3 separate regions of the Sus scrofa genome follow, and all the other regions are linked to region 2. The links are chromatin contacts, called in public Hi-C maps. All regions are on one chromosome and are shown on one strand. The core of a region is the stretch at or near the end of the contact, and the rest is flanking DNA. Distances in the headings are between cores, read along the strand shown. Region 1 overlaps LOC106508846 (a long non-coding RNA gene). Region 2 overlaps ENPP1 (ectonucleotide pyrophosphatase/phosphodiesterase family member 1). Region 3 overlaps MOXD1 (DBH-like monooxygenase protein 1).

Region 1 (3,908 bases), core at 465-2,964, 320 kb after region 2:
CCTTCTAGATTGGCGGGAAGGAATCAAGTGATGAAAAACAAAAGCAGTGGGGGTCAAGGAGCCAGGTGGAGGCCCCAGATTTGGGGGGGGGTCTCAGGGTCAGGGGATGCTTAGGCATGAAGAGGGGAGTCGTGGAAAGCATCCAAGACCACTCTGGGCTGGAGAACACAAGGGAAGAAGGAGAAAATTACGTCCCTGGTTATGGGTCTCATCCAGGTCACATCAGGCTTTCCCGGATCTGTGTCTGAGGTGCGACATCTTCTCTCTGCACCACGGACCTCCCAGGACCCCTCTTCTCCCTCCTGAATGTAAGCAGCCTGACTACAGCTCCTTCAACATCAGAGCCCGGGAGAGGCACCGGTGAAGGGTGCCTGGCCTCCCAGAGCCCAGTGTTCTCTTTCACTCTCATCTCTGACCCTTGCTGGAGGTCTGAGTGTGCTCAGCACACTGCCGTGCCCCCTGTCCTCTCAGGAGTCAGCCAGTCCCTCTTTTCGGTAGCCTAGCGTAACTTCATTAAGCAAGCGCTTGGTTCCAGCCGTGCCCAAGAAGAGCTCCAGCCTGTTCATAACAATGTGATAACAATAGGAGAACATGATTCGTTAGATCCCATATTCCAGGCAGTGAGTTTAACCATGCTCAGCTAGGATCATGGCATCAGGGGCAGGCGAGAGTCTGTCACGTGGCCACGTCTCTGTGGACACATGCTGCTGATGCTAATGGTCTTTTAGTCCCTTGGTGGCCGCTGCCCCGGACCCCTCTGCTTTTAGGCAGCAAGATCCACAAAGCTCTCTCCTACTGCACCACCCCAAGGAATCTTCGGGTCCACGGATCCACTCAGCCACATCTTCTCTAGAAGTGGGAGAAAACCCAAACCTCCCCCATGGTAGCCCTCTTTCTTCTCAGTGCCTCTTGGTGCAAACATTAATGTGTGAATTTCTCCTGATTTTGTTCTTGACATTCGAAGATAAGATTTTCAGACTTCTGAAAATGAAATAATCACATTTCTTGGGACCTTCAAATACTGGGACCTTCAAATACTGGCTCTTGAAATTGAAAATTATGTTTTGAAGATTACCATCTCTCTTTGGGGAGTTCCTGTCATGGCTCAAGGGTTAAGGAACCCAACTAGGAACCATGAGGTTGCGGGCTCGATCCCTGGCCTCTCTTGGTGGGTTAAGGATCCAGTGTTGCCATGAACTGTGGTATAGGTCACAGATGTGGCTCGGATCAACATCACTGTGGTTGTGGTGTAGGCCAGCAGCTGTGGCTCCAATTAGACCCCTAGCCTATATGCCATGAGCGTGACCCTAAAAATCAAAAAATAAAAAATAAAAAAAATCAACATCTCCCTTACCCAGAAGTTCACAAGAATCTCTGTAGAGATCCCAAAGTCAGCCATTCGACTCCTCTCTTACCTTTCCTGTCTTGAGAGTAGTCATGTTCAAAGCCATCTTTGCTGCCACAACAAGAGGAGAAGGGCCACGGACCCTGAGAAATGCTGGCACTGGTTGAGGGCTAACCTGCAGTTCACCACTTCCACTTACCATCCTGGCACACAATGAGGAAGCAAAACATAGAATTCAAAACTTGTTTGCTTTTTTTTTTTAAAGCAGAATAATGAGGATAATAGAAATATTGAGGACAGGCTTAGAGAGAGTGGGTCAAAGATAATTTATTACAGATGAAGTGAGGGCAGATGGTACACTCCTTTTTCTCACTCTCTATATTTAGTCTTGTTTAATCATTAAAGTCATTATCTTTTCATAAAGAGGATTTAGGTCAGAGTTCCTAGTTGTAAGCAAAGAAAGCATACTCTGGCCAATTAGGCTGAGAAAGGAATTTATTAAAAGGATCCCAGGCAGCTTCAGAGAAATGCAGAGAGGGCTGGAAAGCCACTCAAGGCTGTTTCTGGGAACAAGACCTCAAACATGCCCACAGAGGGGGCCTGACAAGGGGGTCCTCACGGTGACTGCTGCCACAGAGCACCAGATGCTACTGTTTGTCCTGATGCCGTCGAGTGGACTTTATCACATCTGCAAACGCCATAGTCACCCATGACGCATCTGCACCGGGAACCACGCAGAAGCCTCACAATCCTGCTGCCACCGAGGTCATCATAAGAGGTATCATGCAGAACTGCCTTCCCCCAGGGCTCACTGCCAGTTCAGCCTGATTGGAGGGACCCAAGAAATATGACAATGCACTTTTGCAAGGGGGATGCTAGGAGTGGGGAGATGTGGGAATCAATTTGCCTGGTCTCAGTATCTACCCTTGTGAGGCTACATAGTTCCTAAACATAATGAGACTATTCAAGAGATGCTGGATTAAAAAACTCAATATATGAAGACTATAAGAGAGACTTTCTATACCCTTAGAAAAGGATAGAAATAACACACTGTGGAGAGATTACCAGGATACATGGTTAGGTACAAAAGCAAGGGAGTACAAAAGTCAATAACAGACCACTCTTTGTGTAGGAAAGGAAGAAATTTTTCTTTTAAGTGCACTGGCAAAAATAAACATAGGAGATTAAAAGGGACATCATTACAAATGGAGCTCCCTTGTGGTGAATCGGGTTAAGGATCCCCCATGGTCACTGCAGCAGTCCGGGTTGCTACTGTGGTGCAGGTTCAGTCCCTGGCCTGAGAATTTCCACACGTCATGAATGTGGCAAAAAAAAAAAAAAAAAAAGACCTATAGTGGTCATGGGTGAGCAAGTTTCACAACAGGTCACTAGCCATCTGCAAGAAAAATTCCCTGCAAGGAGAAACACCGGGGCATGGCTCAAGTAAGGCCAAGGCCATCTACCAGGAAAAGAAGTATCCCATGAAAAACATACTATCAAAAAATACCCAAGTCCCAAGGCATAAGTTATGTAGAAATTTTTTCTTTGTTCTCAGGAAAACTCCAAAAATGAGATCTCAGTCATCTAAATGTTCTAAAGTTACCCCCTCCCTTCCCCTTTTAGGAACCCTAGCCAATTTTATGCTTTAAAAAAAATTATGATCTTTCTTTAGGGGCATGCATCAATTTACTGAAGACAACCTAGAATTACAATGGCCTTATGAAGAATGTTCCAGTTAGACAAGATTGGTTATTTAAAAGGGCATTTGAAAGCAAGTACTCCCAAGTCAGACAGAATGGGATACCTATTTTAACTGGCATGGAGAAAACTCCAAAGGGTTTCAAAATTCCAAAATAACTTATTGAAAGATTTACGGTAAAAGGCTCAGGAAAAATTAAAGATCCAAGAATTATCTGAAACACAAAACTGTAACATTCACAAAACACCTACTGCTTCAACATCTTTACATGAGTATTCATTCTACTAATATTCTGCCTGAATTGTCTTTCCATTTTGAAGAGATGATACAATCTCTTAAAAAGCCCCCCAAGTTAGTGGCCTTACAGACATCCTCATGTTCATCCTGGAAGAAGTTCCCCATTTGAGCCCCAATAGGGTTGATGGGATGCTGGGGTTCTCCCATAACTGCTACCAGTTATTCCCTTAAACAGCCAAGGGAAATCTAAAATAAAAATTAATGGAAAACCTTGACAAATTCCGAGGCATGTGGAAGTTCCCAGGGCAGGGATTGAACCCATGCCACAGCAGTGACCTGTGCTGCCGCAGTGACACCACCAGATTCTTAACCTGCTGCGCCACAAGGGAATTTCCAGAAACACAATTTGGATCAAATTGTTCTTTACAAACTGGTGAGTTTTGCTTTATTGTACTTGTCTCGTGGCTCAAACGCTAAAACAAAAATTCAAAGATCTCTGCATCTCTGCGTGCATGTTTATGTATGTCTATGTATGTATGTGATAGTTATGATATTTTTCTACCTGCAGAGGGTATTGCCAACATTAATTTGTAAGAGAGTTCTATTTAATTGGCTTACAGAAAAATA
Region 2 (3,892 bases), core at 297-2,796:
TATTAAAATCCTCAAATTGTTCCCTGAATTGAGGGTTTGGGAGCAAATATGAAGGTAAATTTATCCTTTTTTTTTTTTTTTTTGTCTTTTTGCTATTTCTTTGGGCCGCTCCCTCGGCATATGCAGGTTCCCAGGCTAGGGGTCGAATCGGAGCTGTAGCCGCCAGCCTACGCCAGAGCCACAGCAACGCGGGATCCGAGCCGCGTCTGCAACCTACACCACAGCTCACGGCAACGCCGGATCGTCAACCCACTGAGCAAGGGCAGGGACCGAACCCGCAACCTCATGGTTCCTAGTCGGATTCGTTAACCATTGCGCCACGACGGGAACTCCCTGAAGGTAAATTTAAAACGATCACATTGGGGTGGAATGAAAGTGACTTTTAAAAATATTGCTTCCTTTTGCTATCCGGTGGGTATAATCCCAATTCTAGAGATTCTTTCATTTCTAGTAGACTAAAACCTATTTTATGCATCTGTGGTTTCTAGCATGGATATGATTTCTAGGAAATATCTTTTTTTTTTCTTCAGTCACTATTAATATGTCATGGAGAGGATAACTGCAAAAATTTCATGTTGAGGAGTTCCCGTCATGGCGCAGTGGTTAACGAATCCGACTAGGAACCATGAGGTTTCGGGTTCGGTCCCTGCCCTTGCTCAGTGGGTTAACGGTCCGGCGTTGCCGTGAGCTGTGGTGTAAGTTACAGACGCGGCTCGGATCCCGCGTTGCTGTGGCTCTGGCGTAGGCCGGTGGCTACAGCTCCGATTCAACCCCTAGCCTGGGAACCTCCATATGCCGTGGGAGCGGCCCAAGAAATAGCAACAATAACAACAACAACAACAACAAAAAGACAAAAGACAAAAAAAAAAAAAAAATTTCATGTTGAAAAAAATCTATGGAAGTTATAAGTTGAAGACTTTCCTCCTGGTTTCAGACCATTTTATTATTTAAAATTATTTTTTTTATGATAGTTGCTTTACATTGTTCTGTCAATTTCCGCTGCACAGCAAAGTGACCCAGTCAGACCATTTTAAATACTAGAAGGATATACATATATGCCTGTTACTTGTTTTTACTTCGAAGTACACTAAATGTAATTGAAATATCAAAAACAAGGATATAAGCCACAGATCAGAAATGGATATTTACTCTGTGAACCTGAAGTGAACTTTGGATCGTTTTTCTTCTGACAACACAGCTGTGGTTAATTGTCTACCACCTCTGCCCTCAGTATCAATCCCTAGAGAAACACCCCCCTTCCCCCTCCCTCACCCTACACACACACACACACACACACACACACACACACACACGCACAGAGGAAAGCAGGCAAGCTTCTATATATACAACTTTTATTTGTCAATCCACATTTCTTAGCTTAGAGACACTTAGTCTACAGAAGGTTTTTTTCCTACCTTACAAATATTTAGACTGGCCAAAAACCAGGGGAAAGGCCATGATAAAGTTTGACTTGGTACTTAGGAAAGCACCCGCACACCAAATTCCTGTGATAGGCTTCAGCGTCAACTGTCATCACATTCAGTTTCAAAGTTCAAACAACAGTTTCAATTGTAGATAAACACGTACCCAGAGATCCAGGCAGGACAGTTACTGCGGCTAATGGCAGAAAAGAGTCAAGGGTTACAGCCTTTCCTGGAGGATTTAGGAGTTCAGCTCCATTCCGGTCTGTCTTATCTCCCAAAACAGGACCAACCGGGCCAACTGGCCTACCTGTCCTCTTCATATCTACTTACCATGCTGGAACCTGAATACTTGCCTTCTTCTCCCTAAGGTTTGCCCTCTTTTCTCTGATTCTTGGAAATATTTAAGTTTCCACCTGATTTTTTTGCTTTGCCATGAATAAACTACCTGGCTAGAAAATGCTGTATAGGAGTTACTTACCTCATTTAAGAAGTTCTGATTGGAGGCATGGCAGCAGCAAAATTAGGGATAAATAAATAAAGGCTTTGCTGTTCATTTGAAAAGGAAAGAATAGCCTTTGTTGAAAAAGTAGGATAAAGACATTTCTGTATTTGATCATATGGATTTACCATTCAAATTGGGAAAGCAGAGACTAGTCACATGTTTTAAGTTGATGAAAGAGGGAAAGAAAGGGTCTCTTTCAAGATGAGAAGAAAAAAAAAATACTGTATAAAAACAACTGTACGAAAGCTAAGTAGGAACAGATGTGGATGTCTTTTCCTTTAAAAAATCATCACAGAATTTATAGTCTGACATTTCTTTTAAGAACAGGGGATTAACAAAAATGAAACCACTGCATATTGCAAGCTGGTCCCAGTGACACTTGCAGAAAATATCAGAAGTAACCACAAATGGAAAAATGCCCAAAATGTATCTCTCCAGTGGAGGCTAGAATGCCCTTTCCTCACCTATTCACCTGAAGAGCTCCAATGCATCCTTCAAGTCCTAGTCCAGTTGTCACCACTTCTGAGAAGCCACTGCTGCTACTGCCAAGCAGCACCCAGTGCCTCCTTTATGATCCCTGGCACCTGGCCCATGGCTCCATTATAACATTTACCATCTTTTAGGGATCATTTACACATCTGCTGCCTCCCCTCTTTCTCTAAGACTATAAGGATGGTAACTTGGTTTTCATGCACTCCTGGTGTCTAGAAAAGGGGAAAGGCATCTATCCATTTAAGATCTGCTAAGATGCTCTACATAGAGGCAACTGTGTCTGCATGTGTTCTGAAGAATATATAAAAATCAATGAGACACTTCTACAAAGAAGTAGATATCCTTCTGCTAAGTGCAGATAAAAAGCATAGTTATTATACATAAGACAAATATAGACAGACTATGAGAGGTGGAGAAAATGCAGACAGGCTAGGGACCTCAAGACCCAAGGAACAACATTGATTTGTTCAACAACTAATGAGTTCCCCTGGATTTTTTTTTTTTTTTTTTTTAGTTCATAGATCTCAGACTTGCTAACAGAGGAAGTCAGCAACCTGGAAATGCCAATGAGTATAAATGAAAAGAGGCCCCAAGAAAGGCCTGCTATCTCTCCAGCCAAAAGGCCAGAAAAGGAGTAGCTTAGCAAGAGAGAAAAAAATAACCATTCCACTCCAGCCAAACACCACAGAAAAGACCATGACTCCAACCATGCAGCAAAGACAGAGGCTTGCCAGGCTGTGAAGAGGTGCCCCAAGTCCTATGCCAGGATGACGTCAGAGAAGGCTGAGTAGAAAGCTGATCATTTTATCCTCACCTGTTGATAATAAAGCCTTCCCTGCCACTCCTGTCCACAGCATCAGTAACAAGGTGCCCTGCACATCCCAGACAGGAAGGCGTCTGGGATGCCTTCCAGTAGGAAACTAAATTCCCTCTGCCCAGTAAAAAGGGTCTCATCTCACCCCAAGTGCCAATGGAGGCTGAGTAAGGAAACTGGACGCTTTCACAGCTGGCAATAATGAGACAGTGCCCCCGATTCCTCTGCCAGGGTGATGACAAGAGAAAGTCATCTAAAACGGAAGGTTTAAATAAGATCTACAGTCTCATACATAATCCCTAAAATATCCAGATTTCAGTGGAAAATCATTCATTACATGAAGATCCAGAAAAATCTTCTTAAATGAAAAAAGACAATAGGTGTCAATGCAAAGACACATGTCAGAATTATCTGACAAAGATTTTATGACAATCATCATAAAAATGCTTCAATAAGCATTTATGAGTATGTTTGAAACATTGAAGCATTTATGAGTATGTTTGAAACATAGAAATTCGCAGCAAGAGATAAAAATTCTCAGCAAAGAAATCAAAGTTATAAAAAAGAACCAAATGGAATTTTTAGAAATAAAAAATATAATAACTGAAATATAAAAATCAATGGATAGCCTCAACATCAGAATGGATTAGGCAGAGGAAA
Region 3 (4,037 bases), core at 373-2,872, 430 kb before region 2:
TGCAACTAAACCGTAAGTTAGAGTTTAGAGTTAAGAGAAGTTAAATTTTTTAAAAAATTGAGATGATGGGAGTTCCTGTTGTGGCTCAGTGGGTTAAGAACCCAACACAGTGTCCATGAGGATGTGGGTTCAATTCCTGACCTTGCTTAGGGGTTAAGGATCTGGCTTTTCACCAAGATGGAATGCATGTCGGACCCAGCATTGCTGTGGCTGTGGCATAGACTGGCAGCTGCAACCCTGATTTGACCCCTATCCTGGGAACTTCCATATGCTGCAGGTGTGGTCCTAAAAAGAAAACAAACAAACAAAAGTTAAGATGATGGAATAGGGCAAAGGCAAAATAACATCTTATTTCAGTGGTAAGAGCTGAAATTTTTTCCATTGAAGTTTATTGTTAGAGATCGAGTCAAAGTTTTAATTTTACACTGTATCTGATAATTCTGTAATTACGGCAAAGTATTGAATTACCTGAAAACTAAAACGAGATGATTCGCTGAGGGAGAAAATTCTGGATGTGTATTTTCAGCAGGTGGCACTTAAAGAACAAAAACAGATTGCTCAGGTGGGCCCCTCGCTGGAACGTAAGCTAACAAGGCTCCTATTTTGTCATTCTGGTTGCTATTGAACAGATCTCTTAATAGACTTAGGGGGTTTCAGTTTTATCTCAAGTGGTTTCTAAAAGGCAAACCACTTCTGTTTTGATATTCCTCTCAAATTTCTAAGATTAGTGAAGAAACAGCTTATTAAAATCAGCTTATACTGAACGCTGAAGATTTTGTTTATACAGTTTGTTTATACAGTTTTATGGTTTTTTAGGATCAAAGATTCTCTTGAACACAAAAATATTTGTTATTATACTATCACTATTATTAAACCATCATAAAACTTATTATAGAAATTAATATAACAAACAGAAATGTTTGAAGTAACAAGGCTTTTGAGATTTAGAAAAAGAAGAAAAACTACAAGCACCTGTTGAAGAAAATGATGACAAATGTAACATTTTTCTCAAGGTTCCCCCTGCAGCTGTGCTTACATTCAATTCCCCAGACTGAACTGGGGTTTATTCATATCTTTTATTACACCCATAAGAGTTTTCACTTCATCCTGTTTAGCATAGCACCAGTCAGACTCTTTTCTGTTGCAGAGATTTTATTCAAGAGAGAGAAAAAGAAAAAAAGAAAAAGACGGACAATGATTGAGAACCAATCTCACATCTGTGTAATCATGTTTTTTTAACAAGAGGTTGTAGCAATCTTGTAGAGATCAAAGCGAGCGTTTTTGGCATGTTATCTTGGTTTGAAAGTGGCAGTCAGTTCCCTGGCTATCATGTGAAATGATAATGCCAACTTTTGCTGATACTGACTGATACTTTACTGTTGCCACACAGTATTTTGAAATGTCAATAATATGCGTCCTCATTTTTTTCAAGGCATAACATGTTCAAAAGGAAAAATATCCTGTGAAAATATGTTTCAGAAGTAAGATACATATGTATTTTACATATATATGTATATACGCTTGTGTGTGTGTGTATGTAGTGTATGGCTGCACACACAGCATATGGAAATTCCTGGCCAAGGATTGAATTTGAGCCTCAGCTGTGACTTACACTGCAGCTGTGGCTATGCCAGATCATTTAACCCACTGCACTGTGGCCCCAGCTGCTGCCATCAGACTCTTAACCCACTGTGCCACAGCAGGAACTCCAGAAGCAGTATTTTTTAAGACATAGCTGCAGATTAGTTTTATTGCCAGAGTCTAATTATCAGTGCAGATTTTTAAGGGTAACAGTTAATATTTTATATTTTAAAAGGATAACAATGTTAATATGTGATTAATATAATAATCTACAATAAAAACAAAAAAGTAATGCCTCAATGACAAATTCATAGTAAAGCTGATCCTAATGCAGATATTTGAGTTAGAATATGATTGAAATCCACATAAAACCATTAACCTAGGGAAATATTACCTCATATTTCACTTTACAGAACATTAAAAATGAGTAGGTAGGTACATAGAAGCATGGCTTTGCATATTAGTTTTCATATGCACATAAAACATCTACATATTTTTATTCTTAAACTCTTTTTTTTTTTTTTTTGTCTTTTTGTCTTTTTCTCAGGCTGCCCCCATAGCATATGGAGGTTCCCAGGCTAGGGGTCCAATCGGAGCTGTAGCCGCCGGCCTACGCCAGAGCCACACCAACGCCAGATCCAAGCCGCATCTGCGACCTACACCACAGCTCACAGCAACGCTGGATCCTTAACCCACTGAGCAAGGCCAGGGTTTGAACCCTCGACCTCCTGGTTCCTAGTTGGATTTGTTAACCACTGCGCCACCAAGGAACTCCTTATTCTTAAACTCTTAAAAAAATCTATAGATTCTTCATTCTTTGAGTACTCTTCAAGCCTGGTGTCTTTAAAAAGTCAATTTTTAATGATAATTGGTGCCTACTTTTATTTATCAATATTTTATGTTACATTTATAATTTTAAGTATATTTAATGTACATATCATATAGCTAGACTTTTATAATAGCTGTTATTTTGTCATCCATGACAAAGGGACAATCCAAGACAGACCATGACAATGAGAGTGCACTGTAATCAGTATTCCTACTTTTATTTTAAAAGTCCTGGAATATCAGGCACTTCAGCAAGATGGCTAAGGAACGGCCTTCACCTTGGATGTACAGCAAAGCCCTATTTGCTAAAAGGGACAGAGTAGGGGAGAGGCGCCATTTGGTTCTAATTCTAAAGGTAAAAATCAAATAGTAAAAATGATCTGGAAAATGTCCTTAAATATCTCATGAGCACTATTCAGAATGGTTTTATGAATGTAAATTTCTAGGTGATGTTATCCAGATTCTTGACTGGTCAATGTTTTATTGTTAATTTCATTCTCCATTTTTTTTTTCCCCAGAGGATAATAATAACAAATAAGTCTTTTGATTAATTATCCTTAAATAACACTTGTCCCTTTGTCAAATTGTCAGGAAACCCTTAAACACAGAATATACTCTTTTTTTTGGTTTAGCCAATCTGCATGACAGATTCTCAAGATTGTTTCCTGCATGACTTGCTTTCTTTCCCTCCTTGCTTTTTCCTCTCCTTCCTTTTTTTGACATCATCAAGACTGATTATAGTCCATGTATTTTCTTAATGCAGGCTGAAGGAAGAAGGAAGGTACTACTGGGGAATAATTTGCTCCCATTAGGTTAAACTGTTCCTGTACCACAAAGATGTGAATATTGGAGGATGGTTCATGGCTTTTTATCTTTTATTTTCAAAAATTATGCCCTTGTTTAGATTTAGCAAAAGGAAAGTCAGGATGCTCCTTCTAAAACCACGCATATTTCATGTGCCTCTGCAACATGCAATTCACTCCATTAGGCACTGAGCATATAAATTAATATTAGAAAACATTCTAAAATAGAGTTTCTCTCAGACCTGTCTTTTTTTTTTTTTTAATTTCTTTAAAATAGGTAGGGAATGCCCTCCTAGTGTAAACGGATTTCAAAGAGTTTGCCTGCCTAAGCTCTTTTTTCTAAATGCTGCTGTCAGTTGCATAAGATTCATGTCCATTTAGGGGCTAAAAGGTCATGACAGTGTTCCCAGATTTCAGGACCAGATGTGTCTGCTTGGCAGATCATGCAGACCCAAACTCATTCTAACATCTGGTTAAACACATTCCACACCAGGTCTTAACCATGTGTAAATATAATTAAGGGCAAGTGGGAAAATAATCGACTGTTTTTCCCTTATTGTTTCATTTAAAATGTAAACAGCTTTTCTAAGGGTATAAATTTATAACTGGATTAGCAAGATGAGGTGTCTATTTCTTGTCAGTTACCATATATTACATGCTACATAGGAATGGTAACAAGAATAAGGATACAGAGAGGGAATGATCACTTCCAGTTGGAGTGATCAAAGAAAAAACTTTGTAGGGAAGATAGAACTAAGAATCGTGAAGAGAAGGAAACATTTCAATGGAGTTGTTTCAGTGGGTGGAGTTAGCGGTGTGGATAGC

Evidence for each region. A called contact is a pair of places that touch in the nucleus more often than the background predicts.
Region 1: a contact with region 2 is called in a Hi-C map of liver, with 2.7 times the contacts expected there. The contact joins two enhancer-like sites. A contact is called at or near these places in 3 of 47 Hi-C or Micro-C datasets (liver and skeletal muscle).
Region 3: a Hi-C map of liver shows a contact between it and region 2, with 1.7 times the contacts expected there. The contact joins two enhancer-like sites. A contact is called at or near these places in 2 of 47 Hi-C or Micro-C datasets (embryonic fibroblasts and liver).

Annotation. Positions count from the first base shown.
Region 1 is chr1:32,037,502-32,041,409 of Sscrofa11.1, forward strand. LOC106508846 (a long non-coding RNA gene) reads right to left here. Exons shown (of 6, transcript XR_001305923.2): 5 at 1,416-1,548; 6 at 1-1,307. Among named protein-coding and RNA genes, the nearest start is that of ARG1, 19 kb to the left of the region's middle. Within about 2 kb of position 1,715, at least 2 of the 83 cell types and tissues checked have an H3K27ac peak or open chromatin away from gene starts, as enhancers often do. A contact at or near this core is called in liver, where this site is marked.
Region 2 is chr1:31,721,380-31,725,271 of Sscrofa11.1, forward strand. ENPP1 (ectonucleotide pyrophosphatase/phosphodiesterase family member 1) reads right to left here. Exons shown (of 25, transcript XM_021087933.1): 25 at 2,911-3,892. Among named protein-coding and RNA genes, the nearest start is that of CTGF, 49 kb to the left of the region's middle. Within about 2 kb of position 1,547, at least 14 of the 83 cell types and tissues checked have an H3K27ac peak or open chromatin away from gene starts, as enhancers often do. A contact at or near this core is called in liver, where this site is marked.
Region 3 is chr1:31,294,734-31,298,770 of Sscrofa11.1, forward strand. The region is part of intron 2 of MOXD1 (DBH-like monooxygenase protein 1); the gene reads left to right. Among named protein-coding and RNA genes, the nearest start is that of MOXD1, 14 kb to the left of the region's middle. Within about 2 kb of position 1,623, at least 1 of the 83 cell types and tissues checked has an H3K27ac peak or open chromatin away from gene starts, as enhancers often do. A contact at or near this core is called in liver, where this site is marked.